Regions from separate parts of the Sus scrofa genome. Here all the other regions are linked to region 5. Evidence: chromatin contacts called from public Hi-C, HiChIP or PLAC-seq and promoter capture Hi-C data. All regions are on one chromosome and are shown on one strand. The core of a region is the stretch at or near the end of the contact, and the rest is flanking DNA. Distances in the headings are between cores, read along the strand shown.

What was found. Promoter capture Hi-C pulls out the DNA fragments that hold promoters and counts their contacts. Hi-C and Micro-C count contacts between places; a contact is called where the count stands out from the background. HiChIP or PLAC-seq counts read pairs in DNA pulled down with a chosen protein or histone mark.
Region 1: a contact with region 5 is called in a Hi-C map of heart right ventricle, with 2.9 times the contacts expected there. The contact joins the promoter of COG8 here to the promoter of NFAT5 in region 5. A contact is called at or near these places in 2 of 47 Hi-C or Micro-C datasets (heart right ventricle and liver).
Region 2: a contact with region 5 is called in an H3K27ac HiChIP or PLAC-seq map of alveolar macrophages. The contact joins the promoter of TERF2 here to the promoter of NFAT5 in region 5. A contact is called at or near these places in 2 of 5 promoter capture datasets (fetal liver and liver), 8 of 47 Hi-C or Micro-C datasets (adipocytes, embryonic fibroblasts, fibroblasts and 2 more) and 2 of 2 datasets of contacts at active chromatin or transcription factors (alveolar macrophages and skeletal muscle).
Region 3: a contact with region 5 is called in a promoter capture Hi-C map of fetal liver, with 3 times the contacts expected there. The contact joins the enhancer-like site here to the promoter of NFAT5 in region 5. A contact is called at or near these places in 2 of 5 promoter capture datasets (fetal liver and liver), 11 of 47 Hi-C or Micro-C datasets (adipocytes, embryonic fibroblasts, epiblast stem cells and 4 more) and 1 of 2 datasets of contacts at active chromatin or transcription factors (skeletal muscle).
Region 4: a contact with region 5 is called in a promoter capture Hi-C map of fetal liver, with 3 times the contacts expected there. The contact joins the promoter of WWP2 here to the promoter of NFAT5 in region 5. A contact is called at or near these places in 2 of 5 promoter capture datasets (fetal liver and liver), 1 of 47 Hi-C or Micro-C datasets (fetal skeletal muscle) and 1 of 2 datasets of contacts at active chromatin or transcription factors (alveolar macrophages).

What each region holds. Positions count from the first base shown.
Region 1 is chr6:17,644,254-17,646,953 of Sscrofa11.1, reverse strand. COG8 (conserved oligomeric Golgi complex subunit 8) reads right to left here and starts at 1,410. Exons shown (of 6, transcript XM_003126905.6): 1 at 915-1,410. The coding sequence starts at 1,402. It overlaps NIP7 (NIP7, nucleolar pre-rRNA processing protein), which reads left to right and starts at 1,550. Exons shown (of 5, transcript NM_001048071.1): 1 at 1,550-1,642; 2 at 1,762-1,848; 3 at 1,945-2,083. The coding sequence starts at 1,587.
Region 2 is chr6:17,604,334-17,607,033 of Sscrofa11.1, reverse strand. TERF2 (telomeric repeat-binding factor 2) reads right to left here and starts at 1,286. Exons shown (of 10, transcript XM_003126908.4): 1 at 785-1,286; 2 at 580-675. The coding sequence starts at 1,163.
Region 3 is chr6:17,579,740-17,582,439 of Sscrofa11.1, reverse strand. No RefSeq gene overlaps it. Among named protein-coding and RNA genes, the nearest start is that of CYB5B, 23 kb to the right of the region's middle. Within about 2 kb of position 1,284, at least 18 of the 83 cell types and tissues checked have an H3K27ac peak or open chromatin away from gene starts, as enhancers often do. A contact at or near this core is called in fetal liver, where this site is marked.
Region 4 is chr6:17,226,618-17,229,317 of Sscrofa11.1, reverse strand. It overlaps WWP2 (NEDD4-like E3 ubiquitin-protein ligase WWP2), which reads left to right and starts at 1,336. Exons shown (of 24, transcript XM_021093861.1): 1 at 1,336-1,479.
Region 5 is chr6:17,433,516-17,436,215 of Sscrofa11.1, reverse strand. It overlaps NFAT5 (nuclear factor of activated T-cells 5), which reads left to right and starts at 1,265. Exons shown (of 14, transcript XM_003355770.4): 1 at 1,265-1,697. The coding sequence starts at 1,625. The region is part of intron 1 of LOC102159050 (a long non-coding RNA gene); the gene reads right to left.

The DNA of each region.
Region 1 (2,700 bases), core at 161-2,660, 210 kb before region 5:
TGAAGCTCCCTGTCTTTTGTAGGGTATTGGAAGAGTACAGAAGCCATGGTCAAATGTGCAAAGACAAAGAAAACTTGAAACTTTTATCATGTGAGGTTGGAAAGCAGAATTTGTGGATTGAGGTTCGAGAGAGGCAGAATATGGCTCGAGGAGATCCTGTCGTGGAGCAGTGGAAAGGAATTCGACTGGTATCCACGAGGACACATGTTTGATCCCTGGCCTCACTCAGTGGGTTGGGGATCCAGAAATGCCGTGATCTGTGGTGTAGGTCGCAGATACAGCTTGGATCTTGCAATGCTGTGGCATAGGCTGGCAGCTGTTATCTCCAATTCGACCCCTAGCCTGGGAACTTCCATATGCTGTGGGTTCAGCCTTAAAAAGGGAGGGGAAAAAAAAAAGAATATGGTTCCGATAGGACGGTTTGTTTGGATTTTTTGGATAATTTTTACTGCCCCCGAATGAGAGGATTTCCTTGGCATTCTCCTATCAATGAAAGTTTTGGAGCCAACGACCCTGGTCCAAGCTACTGTGTGTACCTGTGTGTTGTGTGTATATGTATGAAGGTGACAACTGTAGAGTGTTAATTATGTCAGATCCAATGATAAGTGCTTTGCATGGATTCTCTACTTAGCGCTCACGACAGCCCTACGAGGCTGCTGGGTTCCAATTTTGACTTCGAGACTTACTAGCTGTGCCTTGTGTCAGTCACTAACCTCTGTGTCTCGACTTCCTCATATACAAAATGGGAATAATACCTACCTCGAAGGCTGCTGTGACGTTTAAATGGATTAATAAAATGCTCAGATGAGAGCGTGGCACCTGGTAAGCGCTATCTAAGTGTTAGCTATTTCCCTCATCGTAAATATTAGCTGTCACAGCTCTTAAAAGCCCCTTAAACGCTGGGCCCGCCGCACCTGCAGCTCTGCTGGAAGCTGGGCAAGCGGTCGAGCAGGCGGCCGAGCGACTCCTCCACGTCGCCAAAGAGGCGATGTATGCGCTCGGTGCACTCGGCGCCGCGGATGAAGGTCTTGTAGTTGGCGAAGGCCAAGTCGCGCGTCTGCTGCAGCAGCTGCGCTCGCTCCTCCGCCAGGCGCTCTGGCTCGCGCCGCAGCCGATCCAGCCCCGAGCCGCTCAACTCCCTGAGGTAGCGGCCCACGTCGGGCCGCTCCCGCCACTGGGCCTCTGGGAAGCGGTCCCGGAACAGCGATGCCAGGAGCCCTTCATCCTCCACCTCCCCGAGAGCAGCCGCAGTGGCCGTCGCCGTGGCCGAGGCCGCAGTTGAAGCAGGGATCGTCTCCGTCGCCGCCATCTTCTCAGCAGCGGCGTCCCTTCGCCTCCCGCTCGGCGAGGGCGCTGGCTCGGAATCCAGGACCGGAAGCAACGCCGCACTTCCGGTCTCCATGGCGCCTCACCCGGCCGGCTTGCATTCCCCGCTGGTCCTCCAAGGCCGCGGGGCGCTCGCGTGACGAACCACGCGAAGGCAGCTAGAGAGGCCGGATTTGAGGTTGCCAAGGAGAGGCGGGAGGCTGGCCTTCCGTTTCCGGCGACTGAGGCACGAGGATCCGGTGTTCCAGCCCAGCGGGAAAATGCGGCCTCTGACTGAAGAGGAGACGCGTGTAATGTTTGAGAAGATAGCAAAATAGTAAGAACGCCCGGGGCAGATGAGGGAGTGCGTGCATGGCGGGGAGGGCTGTGGGTAGAGCGGGGCCGCGGGGCCGGGACGAGTCCGGGCGCAGCCTCCAGCCTCTTTTCTGCTTTCAGCATCGGGGAGAATCTTCAGCTGCTGGTTGACAGGCCCGACGGCACCTACTGTTTCAGGCTGCACAACGACCGGGTTTACTATGTGAGGTGAGGCGGGGCTGGGTAGGCAGCATGGACCCGGGTGGAGGCCTGGGTCCCACCAGCCTCCCTTATCTGACACCTCCTTCTTCCTTACCCTTTCAGTGAAAAGATCTTAAAATTGGCCGCTAATATCTCTGGTGACAAGCTGATGTCGCTGGGAACGTGCTTTGGAAAATTCACGAAGACCCACAAGTTTCGGTTGCACATCACAGCTCTGGATTACTTAGCACCTTATGCCAAGGTTTGTGGGGAGTGGTTTTCAGCCCGCTTCTAGGGATGGGGGCGGTCTAGGCTGAGGGCCACATCAGACTGCAGATAATTGGGCACCTGCGTTAGTCCCTGAGGGTGCCTAGGATCAGTGCCAGCACCTGGAGATGTTCCTACTTAGATCTTGCTGCTTGGGCGTGGTTGGGGCTGCGTAGTGATTGGAGTAGTATCTCCAGCAAAGTAGAAAAGCCTTTTCTGATCTAGTTCAAGAGGAAAAAGTAAATAGGAGGCTGCGGTGAGGAGCATAGTGGGATCCAGAAAAAGCCGTTAAACTGCCCGTGGGAAAGGTCGATTGTAGAGTTGAAGGAACCTCCTAGCAGTTCTGAACAGTTTGAGGGAAGCATGCCTTTTTCTTTCTTTTCCTTGAAATTTGTATTATGAGATAAAGGAAGTACAGGGATGAAATAAACAGCATGGGGGAGTTCCTGTTGTGGCTCAGCGGTTAAGGAACCCGACCAGTATCCATGAGGATGCACGTTCTATCCCTGGGCTCAGTGGGTTAAGGATTGGACCTTGTGGTGAGCTGTGGTGTAGGTTGCAGAGGCAGCTCAGATCTGACGTTGCTGAGGCAGCTGCAGCTGCAATTTGGCC
Region 2 (2,700 bases), core at 37-2,536, 170 kb before region 5:
ATATCAAAAAGAAACATGCAAATATAGTTAAGATTTGCATTTAATTTGCTGGTATACTGGCTGCAGACTTACAAACATGTTAACGGTCCAGATTCAAATTAATGAATTTCAAGTGATTTTCAGTAATTTTCAAGACAGGTAAAAAAATTTATTTTTTAACACATTCATCTGCATCTAAATTTCAGCATACTCACATCTTCCTCAGATACAAATGGCCAGAAACTGAAGGCCGTTTTGCTAAACAGCTGTGAGGTTCAATTCCGGGGGAGAAAAAGTGTTCTTTAAAACACACCACTATGGAGGAAAAATGGTCATCTTCACATAACTCACTTCAGATAGCAACAAAGTTGGGGCGAGCAAGAAACAGGTGGGAGGAAATAAAAAAACAGAGAAAAGCAGCCAAGAGAATCCCAACTGTAGAAAACTAGAACTAGAGAATAAACTCATCCTAGAAGGAAAAAGACCACTGTATCGAAACATAGCAGCCCACTTTAATCGTGAATCTTTCAGTCCCGGATGTAAGTTTGAAAACAACATAACCCTAAATAAGCCCAGAAAAGAACATAAAAATAGCCATACCTAAATTCTCCCCTTCTTCAATGCGCGACAGACACTGCATAACCCGCAGCAGCCGAGACACGGTATGCTCCTTCCCCAAGGGCCTGACAAGCAAAGCTAGGAAAGAAGACATCGTTGGCACGGCGACCCCCAGCCCCGACGCTCGGGCCCCGCAGATCTCCTTCCCAGGAGCCCCCCAGCCTCCCTTTCCCGGCTCGGCCCTCACCCTGCATGATGTCCCGGATCTGCCTGAAGTCCTCGTACCGGCTACCCCGAAAGGCCCGCAGCGCCTCGTGGAAGTAGAACTTGAGCACCCAGCGGTTGACTGCCTCCTCCAGCCGCGCCTCCCCCGCGCCCCGCTCCGCGGCGCCCCCCAGCCGCGGCGCGTGGCGCCCCCGCCGAGCCCGCCCGCCGCTGCGGGACGTCCGCCTGCCTGCCGCCCGCCCGCTGCTATCGCTGCTCCCGCCTCCTCCCGCCATCGCGTCCGATCGCCGCGCGCCCTCCCCGCCCTCTCTGCCGGGACGCTTCCCCGACTGTGACGCCGCCGGGTCACGCACGACGCCCGGGCCGGAAGCAGGGCCTGCCGTCCCGGCTCCCGCGGCCATGATACGAACACCGTTCTGAGGCGCCCGCGGGCTTCTGGGAGGGAAAGGACCGGGGGCTCCCTGGCCCCCTCTCCGACTCCGTAGTTCCCGGTGTGTCGGCCGCAGTGCATTCTGGGACTTGAAGTTCACGGCAGCCAGATGGGTTAAACCAACCTAGGTTTGTGGTCAAATGTCAATTTCCCTCCGCTATTTTGTAACACTGTACTGGAGACTCGGGGCTATGTATAAAATATTGAAAAACAAAGGCGTGAAGTGTGTATTAAACATTTTTTAAATCGCGAAATGTAACATAGAGAGGAAACTTTGTTAAACAAGTTTACATTTTACTAAAGTAAAAGGCCAGTGTTAACCCAGTCGAGGTCAAGAAATAGAATATGGCCGGCACCACGAAACCCCTAGACATGTAAGACATATACGTTTTTAAAATTAGAAAAATAGCACATTTTGTTGTAGAACAATTGGAAGAAATAATGCAAAGCTTAACATTTAAGTCAGCCTTATCCCCACATGAAAAAACAAGCTGACATTTAGGTTTATAGCCTTCCAGTGTCTTTTGTATACCTTGTGTGTGTGTTTGTATACACACACAAAAAAACTAGAATTATGTTATATATATATTTTATAGAGCCTTTATTTTGCATTCAGCATCTAGTGGACATCTTTACATGTCACTAAATACTTTTTCTACAGTATCTTTAGCAGCTACATAGCATTCCAATATATGGGTGAAATGAAAGCCTCCTTTATATAAACCACTACTGTAAGGCGTTTAGGCTATTTAAAAATTTTGTAATTCTAGACAATCTAAATGTTAGAAAGATCCTTTTAACTATATCATTGCACAAATTCATAATTATTTCCTTAGAATAATTTCCTTTAAGTAGAACTACTGAGTCGAAGAATACACAGAGGAGTTTCCCTGGTGGCTCAGAGAGTTAAGCATCAGGCATTGCTACTGCTTGTGGCTCAGGTCACTGGTTTGACCCTTGGCCAGAGAAGTTCCGTATACTGCAAGCATAGCCAAGAAAAAAAAAATAGATTACACAGTAGAACAAAGATCAGGACATTCACTCATCAACCTTCCCTTTTACTATTGAACAAAGTGCAGACTCCTTAACATGACTTTTAAAGTCTGAAGAAGTTACCTATTTGCCAACCTCATTTTGGGCTCACTTTTCATATGTGTATGCACAACTTTTATCACTTCCTTTTCATCTACTACTCAGTTTGCTCAGAGCTTCATGTTGTCCATTCCAGCCTAAGGAAACCCTTCCTGTCCTTCAAACCTCACTTGAAGGACATTTCACCCTTTCTTGACTTTCTGAGTTATGTTAAATCCCTTTGGTGCTCCCTCCTTTGCCCCTCCTTCATCCTTCCTCAGCACTTCTGGGGCCACGTACTTTGTCTTCTTGTTTACCTTGCATCCCAGAACCTAGCTCAGGACATGTCACATTTCTTGAGGTTGGATTGAATTGAGTAGGCACATAAGTAAGGCTTTTAATACATGTTGAAAAACTGCCATCAGCAGATTATATTT
Region 3 (2,700 bases), core at 35-2,534, 150 kb before region 5:
ACGTTGCAGTGGCTGTGGTGTAGGCTGGCAGCTGCAGCCCTGATTCAACCCCTAGTCTGGAAACCTCCATGTGCTGAGGGTGCAGCCCGAAAGAGCAAACAAAACAAAACAAAAAAACTCAGGTATAGGAAATTGCGCATTTCATAATTTTGGGGAGACTCAAAGTTAAAAGTAACTTTATCTCTACCTTTCTAGATAATGATGGCTGATGCAGTCTCACTCATTTTTGGCCACACTGCACGCTTAGCCTTGTGAGATTACAGAAGTATTTGGGGTTTAGGAAATTCAGAAATATTGAAGAGGGGCCTTTGGTCCACGTGGCGGTACTGAGATGCTTACTGTTCTGTGTGGTTTACTCAAAGGTGAAAGGCTTAGGTTCAGTGTCAAACTCAATCATCGGGATCCTCTTGGAGGGTCCCAAGACTTAGGAGGTACTTAGTGCTCAGTCTTCCTAAGGCCACCAGCCTTCCCATCCTGCCACCTTCTGGGGCTCCGTGTGGGACTGAGGCGGGAGTCCCTGTTACTCTGGAACTTGCCCTCCCTTCATCCCCCCAGTGGGTTTGCACTTTAAAAAAACTATGCCATGGAGGGAGTTCCCATCGTGGCTCAGCAGAAGCGAGTCCAACTGCTAACCATGAGGTTGTGGGTTCTATCCTTGGCCTTGCTGCTCAGTGGGTTAAGGATCTGGCGTTGCCATGAGCTGTGGTGTAGGTTGCAGATGCGGCTCGGTTCTGACGTTGCTGTGGCTCTGGTGTAGGCCAGTTGGTACAGCTTCAATTAGACCCCTATCTTCCATATGCTGTGGGTTCGGCCCAAAAAGCAAAAAAAAAAAAACAAAACAAAAACAACCCCCCCCCAAAAAAAAACTATGCTGTGGAGAGTGGGAGCAGCTGGAGGGGTTTGAGGGGAGACCCATTAAAACTGGTAAATCCCTGGGTTGAACTCAGCCTCAGCTTTCATTAAATGGCAGATGGGAAAACTGCACTAGGAGAAAGAAATGTTATTTTTTTTTTCAAGCTTCTAAGAGTTTTGCAAACAATTGGAGTAATTAAAAGTTCTCAGAAGTAGCCGATGGTGCCCTTTTCACCGAGGGAATGTGGGCCAAGCATGATATATTAAAAGAGAGGGAGCTGCTCTATTGAAGTTAAAAATAATCTTCTGTCACATGGCTAATTTGTTGGAATGCAGCAATTAAAGGGCTGTGGGCAGAGGGAGAGCTGGAAGCAGCTGGGGAGCTCGCAGGCAGAGTGCACGCCCTGGAGACTGTGTTTGCAGAGGGAGAAAACACTGTCACAGCTGACTAAGGGCACCTTATCAGAAAACCCACAAGGCAGACAGGAAGAAGGAAAAGTGGGTTGAGTTCAGAGCTCTGACCTGTGGTTTATCAGACTGCGAAGGGATGGGTCAGGACCTGTCACCTGTGCTCCCAGGATGCTGATTCACTCAACAAGGATGAAGGCTTTCTAGTTTCCCCTCCACTATGAAAACACGTGCCTTTGAATCCATTTCAAAGGAACACATAACCCGAAGGACCCTTTGATTCTAAACCCATGGGAAAGCCAATCTATACGGTCTTGAGGGGAAAAGCTCAGGCCAAGAATACAAATCCTAGACTGGGGAGTTGGGGTTTTTTTCTTAAGTTTTTGAAACTTTTGATTTTTTAAAAAAAAATTTTGAGTTGAAAGAGTTTTAAGAGAGAAAAAAATTACCTGGTATGATATCTGAGTTTTCCAGGTGAGGAAATAAGCTCAAAGAAGCTGATTTGCCCAAGGTCACTTAAGGAGCAAGTGACAGAAGCTAGGTTCTAACGCGGGTCTTCAGCTAGAGAGGAGGACCTGGTGGTTAGATGTGTGGGATTCAGACAGCCCTGATGTGGAGTCCTGGCTCCAGGAGCAGTAGAACCCTCTCACCCCTCTCACGGGTGCCTAACCCTCCTCGGTCTCAGTTTTAGCCTGTGTAGAATAGGAGTAACAATAGTACCCACCACCTAAAATTGTTCAAATGCCTGTCAAGTGTTCAGTGTGATGTCTAGCCCAGAGTAAATGCTTAATAACATGTTAGTTGTTATTTTCCCATAGCTTTTCTACACCACTCTGCATCTATCTCCTAATGCCATTTTGCAGGTTAACATGCCCACACATCCTCTTTGGTTTCAGTAGGATTCTCTTTCTCTTTCCACCTCCAACTCTCATCCATGACATAGAAAAGAAGAGAAGATCAGTCACTTTCTCCTAGCAGTTTCTACATTCCAACCCATCCATGTTACTTGTTTTCTCTCAAGCTATGGGCCCTCCAAACCTGTACTTTTAGTATGGTTTCCGAGTTGCTGGCAAGCAGAAATAGTATCGACTTGAAGAAGCAAGTATCACTGCCCCAAATGCAGTCATCAAATCTAGCTGAATCTTTTAGAACATTTGGTCAATTGTCAGATTTATAAAGGCCACCACTAACAGAGGGGGCTCGGAATGTCCAGTGAATGTTTGGGCTTCACAGTCTAAGCACCCCTGATAAGTGCAGGCCAAGTTCTATGTGTGTGCAAGGAACAGAAACCTACATGATACTAGCTTGAGCCAAAAAAAAAAAGGGCAAATTTAGGAATTCCCGTCGTGGCTCAGCGGTTAATGAATACGACTAGGAACCATGAGTTTGCAGGTTTGATCCCTGGCCTTGCTCAGTGGGTTAAGGATCCATTGTTGCCAT
Region 4 (2,700 bases), core at 87-2,586, 210 kb after region 5:
AAAGAGGGAAAAGCAAGTCCAAAGGCCCTCAGGCCAGAGTGGCTGAAGCAGGGTACTGAGTGGAAGAGTAGTTGGAGATGAGGTGAGAGAAATAAAGAAGTTTGAATAGGTTTATAGATGGGATTCATATAGGAATTACGGTATTCAGAAAGGCTGTAGCTCCTTGAAAGGCCATCTCCTGGATGGATCTGGAGTGGAAATAGGAAAAGCAGAGACTAAGTGCTCAACCAATTTAATTTGTATGCATAATAGGATCACTCTGAACGGGAAGACCCAAAAATAACAGAATAATCAGTGCACAGTGCTTAAAGCTAATTAAGTGATTAGTCTTCATTTTAGTTTGTGGTGATGAAGAGTGAAAAATTGAGCCTTCCTTCAACTTGTCAAAACTGAATTCCCTACCATCAGTAAAGTATATTGATTAATTTTTTTTTCTAATTCATAAAGTGCTATTGACTCTTTATATTAAGGAAATAGGGGTTCGATTGGTGTGGTGGGCATTTTACCAACCCCAGCAAGGGTTCTGGAGTCTTTTTACTTTTGCTTTATGTCACAAGAACAGATGCTCCGGAGTTCCCATCGTGGCTCAGTGGTTAATGAATCCGACTAGGAACCAGGAGGTTGTGGGTTCGATCCCTGGCCTTGCTCAGTCGGCTGAGGATCTGGCATTGAGGATCTGGCGTTGCCCTGAGCTGTGGTGTAGGTTGCAGACGCGGCTCGGATCCCGCGTTGCTGTGGCTCTGGCGTAGGCCGGCGGCTACAGCTCCGATTAGACCCCTAGCCTGGGAACCTCCATATGCCGTGGAAGCGGGCCAAGAAATGGCAAAAAGACAAAACAAAACAAAACAGATGCTCCACAAAAGTTACTTTTGTGTGTTTCTAGAATCTAGAACCCTGCCTGGCACATAGTAGGCTTAAGGTTGTCAGGTATAGCAAATTAAAACCCAATTTGCCCAATTAAATATGAGCATCAACCACAAATAGTTTTTTAGTATAAACATGTACCAGGCAGTATTTGGGGCACACCTACATATTACATATTTTTTATCTTAAGTTCATATTTAACTGGGTGCCCTGTATTTTATCTGGTGACCCTAGGATATTTTAAGTCAGTAAATTAACCGCTGACTTAATTGACTGAAAGCCTCCTTTCACCTGTGAAATGGGGCTGACAGAGACGCCCCTGGGCTCGATGGGAGGAGTAAATGAAGCTCCTGGCACTCACCGAGCCCTCAATTTACTTGATTGCTCGGGTACCATCTGACGAGGGGAAAACCCTCCCATTTTTAAACATACAAAGGATAAGAAGGCTTTCTGGCTAAAGGTTCCCAGGCCTGGCCTAGGTTGCCCACACCTGCAGGTACGGCCAGCCTCTTCCGGGTCAGGTGACCACGCGTGGTCACGTGACCTGGCCCGAGTGCGGGCGGTCGAAGGCGGAAGTGGGAGAGGAGTTGGGCTCCGCTTCTGTGGTCCCGTCAGGTAGCGAGCGCCGGCGCGGGGCAGCGCGGCGGGCAGGCTGGCGGGGGCGCGGGGCTGGCCTGGGGCAGCGGGCAGCGGGCAGCGCGGGGTGGGCCAGGGGCGGCGCGGCCCGGGCGCCGGGGGGCGGTGGCTTCCTGTGGGAGGGGCCTGGCGCGGCGGTTCCGGCCTCCGAGGAGGGGTGTCCCGGCTCCCGCCCGAGCGGGGTGGGCGCGCTGCGGGCGGTGCGGGGGCAACTCCGAGGTGGGCGCCAAGGCACGCATAAGTGCGGTGGCCAGCAAGTCCTCCTGGAAGGGACAAGCATCTTAGGTGCCAGGGATGAAGAGGAGTGACCTTTGTGGCGGGATCGGGACAGGAGGAAGGGGCAACTTGGGACTGAGCTAGAATGGGTCGCCTGAGAATTGGCGAACGACGTGGAAGGAAAAATCAGGAGGAAGATGCTGCCTGAACCGCGCTTGAGCGCCTCTTCCTTCCTTCCTCTTTGGCAATGATTGGTACCCGAGACTTTGATTTTGGTCCCATTCAGTTTCTAAACTTCAGGAGGGATCAGAGAATCTTGATCATTTTGCTTTCGTCACGCCCACTTAGTCCTGCTTGGGTAGGGTTTCTACTTCTTGAGAACCTAGCCTTTCAGATCATGTTTCTTTGAAATTTCCACAGATCAGATCAACTTCTGGGCTTAAGAAAAGAGCGTGGGCACTTTGCTCTGGCTGTAAAATGGCTTTTAGCTTAAACTGTTGAGCACGGTCCAATCCCAGCATTACCTCACCTAACAGCGACTGCAGTAACCTTGGCCGGTATCTACCTACCCTGCTTTATGACTTTTTCTTTCTTGAGTTTAAATTATTCAGTTTCCTTTGCCATGTGACTGCTTATCTTGACAAACTGTAACTAGCTAGCATGACTGGAAGGTCTGTGTTGTGTTCCATAGAACTGTGACCTGGATCATGATTTTGAGATTAAATACCTGTGTTAAGGCTGTTCACCCGCTTTTTCTTGTGTTTACTAACATTTGCAAAAGTGGAATGCATTTCATGGATGTGATGTAATAGAAGTGAATGTTCAAACTGGACAGTCCCAGGAGCTGGAGTTGTTTTGGGTTACAAGTAGGAAAAAAAAAAAAAGTACCTTGCTAATGTGTTTTGAGTTCAAGTTTTTAGAATGTTTGACAAACATTTAAAAATTGATTTCTGTGACAGCCCTGGGAGTTAGATTAGGAAGATG
Region 5 (2,700 bases), core at 16-2,515:
ATGTTCAGATGGAAAGATAGGTAGACTCTGATAATACGAGTTTAAATTCTAGGTCTGTAGGTAAAGCTTTGCACTGGGCCCTCCTTTGCTGAGAGCTTCTCCCTCATCTGAACCATGCCAAGTCCAGGTGAACTGCTCAAATTCCCAGGGGAACGGTTCTATAAATTGTATGTGTTGTGTATATATATATACACTCAGTAAACTAATTTTTGTGGTTTTTATCTTTGTAAAGTAACAAAAACTAAACCAACTCAAAGAGCGTAAAAACGTGGCCCCAGTGGATGCTGTCATTAATATTCCACACAAGATTAAAGTTATTTCCCAGTCAGTATATCCTGCACTCCAATTGATATTTTAATAACTATTAAATTTCTCAGAAGTCTATTAGAGTCAGGAAACGGTCTGCGGTGTAGGTGAGGATTTTCAGTTTTTGCAACGGAAACTTTTGGCCCCAAGAACAGAGTAGCAAAAGCTCAAATGTGTTCTTCCTTCATCCTTGCCTGGTCCAAAGGTAAAAAAAGAAAACCTGATTGGCAGAAGGGTGTTTAGGTTTGCTTTTTTCCCCTCTACAACAGCCACGTGGATTCATGTGATTCAATTTTTAAATCGACTTTCATCTCCCACTCCGAATAAAGCCGGCGATCCCAGCACAATCAGAAAGATGTTTTTTATTTTTTTAACTTTCAGCCTTTAAAGGTTAGGGGAGGGGTGGGGAGAAAGTAGGGGAAGGGCAAAGGTAGGAGGAGAAGGGATTTCAATTAAAAAAACCCGAATAACTCGAGCCTGTCATTTCCTAATTAAGAGTTTGACAGCCGTTTGGCCAACTCAGTTCAGACATTGCTATGAAAACCCCAAAGGGGTGGTGGCTGTGCAAGCAACGAAACTCCATTCCCCTGCGAGCCCCCAAGTCAGCCCACCCCCGGCGTCCCGGCTCTGGGGTCTTTCCCCTACTCCCGCAGACACCTCGGCCCCCCCAGGTCTGTCTCCTCCAGCGCTCAGCTCGGCGTTGGGCCCGCCGCCGCCGGCTCGCCACCACCAGGTCGGTGCAAATACCTTTTCCCTCCCCGGGGCCCCAGGAGCGGACACCTCCCAGCCTTCCTCCCTCCCTGCCGGCGGGGCCCTTTCCCGGCTCGGGAACAGCGGCCCTGGCCGAGGCGGCAGGAAGCGAAGCCCTTGTTGTTGCTGTTCTGGGGCGCACCTCCCCGCCCTCCGGGGGCCGCCTCGGCTCTTCCCTGCTCCGGGGCGCCCCCCTCCGCGCCTGCGCAGTGCCCCCCGGGGGGGCGGGGCTCAGATTCCTGTCAGCGGCGGCGGCGGTGGCGGCGACCGTCAGTTTTCGCTGAGGAGAAGAACGAAACGGACCCGTTGGCTCTCCTCCTCCCTTTCCCCGCCCTGAACCCCCCTCCTGGCTCGCCGGGAATTCGTCTCCGTGGAGTTTCCCCTCCACCTCGCCGCCTTTTCCTCGGCCCTCGGCTCGCTGGAAGTCTCTGCCCTCGAGGAGGAGGCAGCGGCAGCCGCCCTCGCCTGCCGCCCCCGGTTCGGTGCCCGCGGTCCCGGAGAGGAGGTGCCGCCGCCACCGCCGCTCCCCCCCTCCCGCTGCCCTCGGGCCGGGCTGGGTCGAGCTGCGATGCCCTCGGACTTCATCTCATTGCTCAGCGCGGACCTAGACCTGGAGTCGCCCAAGTCCCTGTACTCGCGAGGTGAGTCAGGCTGGGGGCTGGGGCGTGGGGGCGGGGAGGCCCGGCCCGGGGAGCCGGGGGTGGGGGGGTCCCCGTCGGGGGCGGCGTCCGAACCCCGGCCGGGCTGGCCTGTCTTGGGGGCTGGGGAGAGGCCGATGGGGTCGACTGCTGCTGGAAGGGGCCGGGGAGGAGGGCCGGCCCCTCCCCCGCGGAGCCGCCGGCCGCACGGGGCCCAAATGCCGTCGGCCCCCGGGTCTCTGCGGCACCCGGGGCTGAGCGCCCCTCGGCGGGTCGGGCCCTGCCACACTTCTCGAGCGGCCGGCCCTGGCCCTCCCGGCTCGCGGATCACCCCGGACTGGGCCCCGGCCGCGATCGGAGCGCCGCGGCTCCTGCTACCGGGACCATCCTCCCCGGCAAAGTTGCCTCCACACGGGCGGCGTGGCCTGGAGCCGGTTCTGGGCGCAGGGTCACCATTTTCCTCCCTCTCCAGGTTGTTTGTGCGCCGTCGTTCTAACCCCCTCTCCCTCCGGCCTAGTCCACTCCCTCCTCTTGTTGGGACGGCCCCCCTCGACCAGGCGTCCTTCTTTCCTCGTCATCTTATTGCTGGAAAGAACCCGAATTTTCTTTTTTTTTTTTTCCCCTCTCTTCCCACCTTTGTGGCGTTCGAATTACTTACTTCTCCCTCTCTTTTAGAAAGAGAGGGGTGTTCTCTCTGGGTTAGTTTTATTCCTCTCCAGTCCCAGGGGTACCGGCTGAGGCTGTCCTTTGAGAATTTTCTCTTTGGTTGCCTTTCAAGGGCTCGTTGCAGGGAGGGGGCATTGGACAGAGTTCCCCACTTTCAAACTTCTTTGGCTAAGACCTGAAGGGGATTCCCGGGATATAAAATATTAACACTGGAGCTGGTCTCTTCAGGGGTTAAATTCCTATACTGGACACCACAAGAATGTGTTAGAACAGGTTCCCTGTGCGAGAGCCTGCAAACCAAAATGCTCCCACTGCACTCTTCATCACTTTTTAAATCACT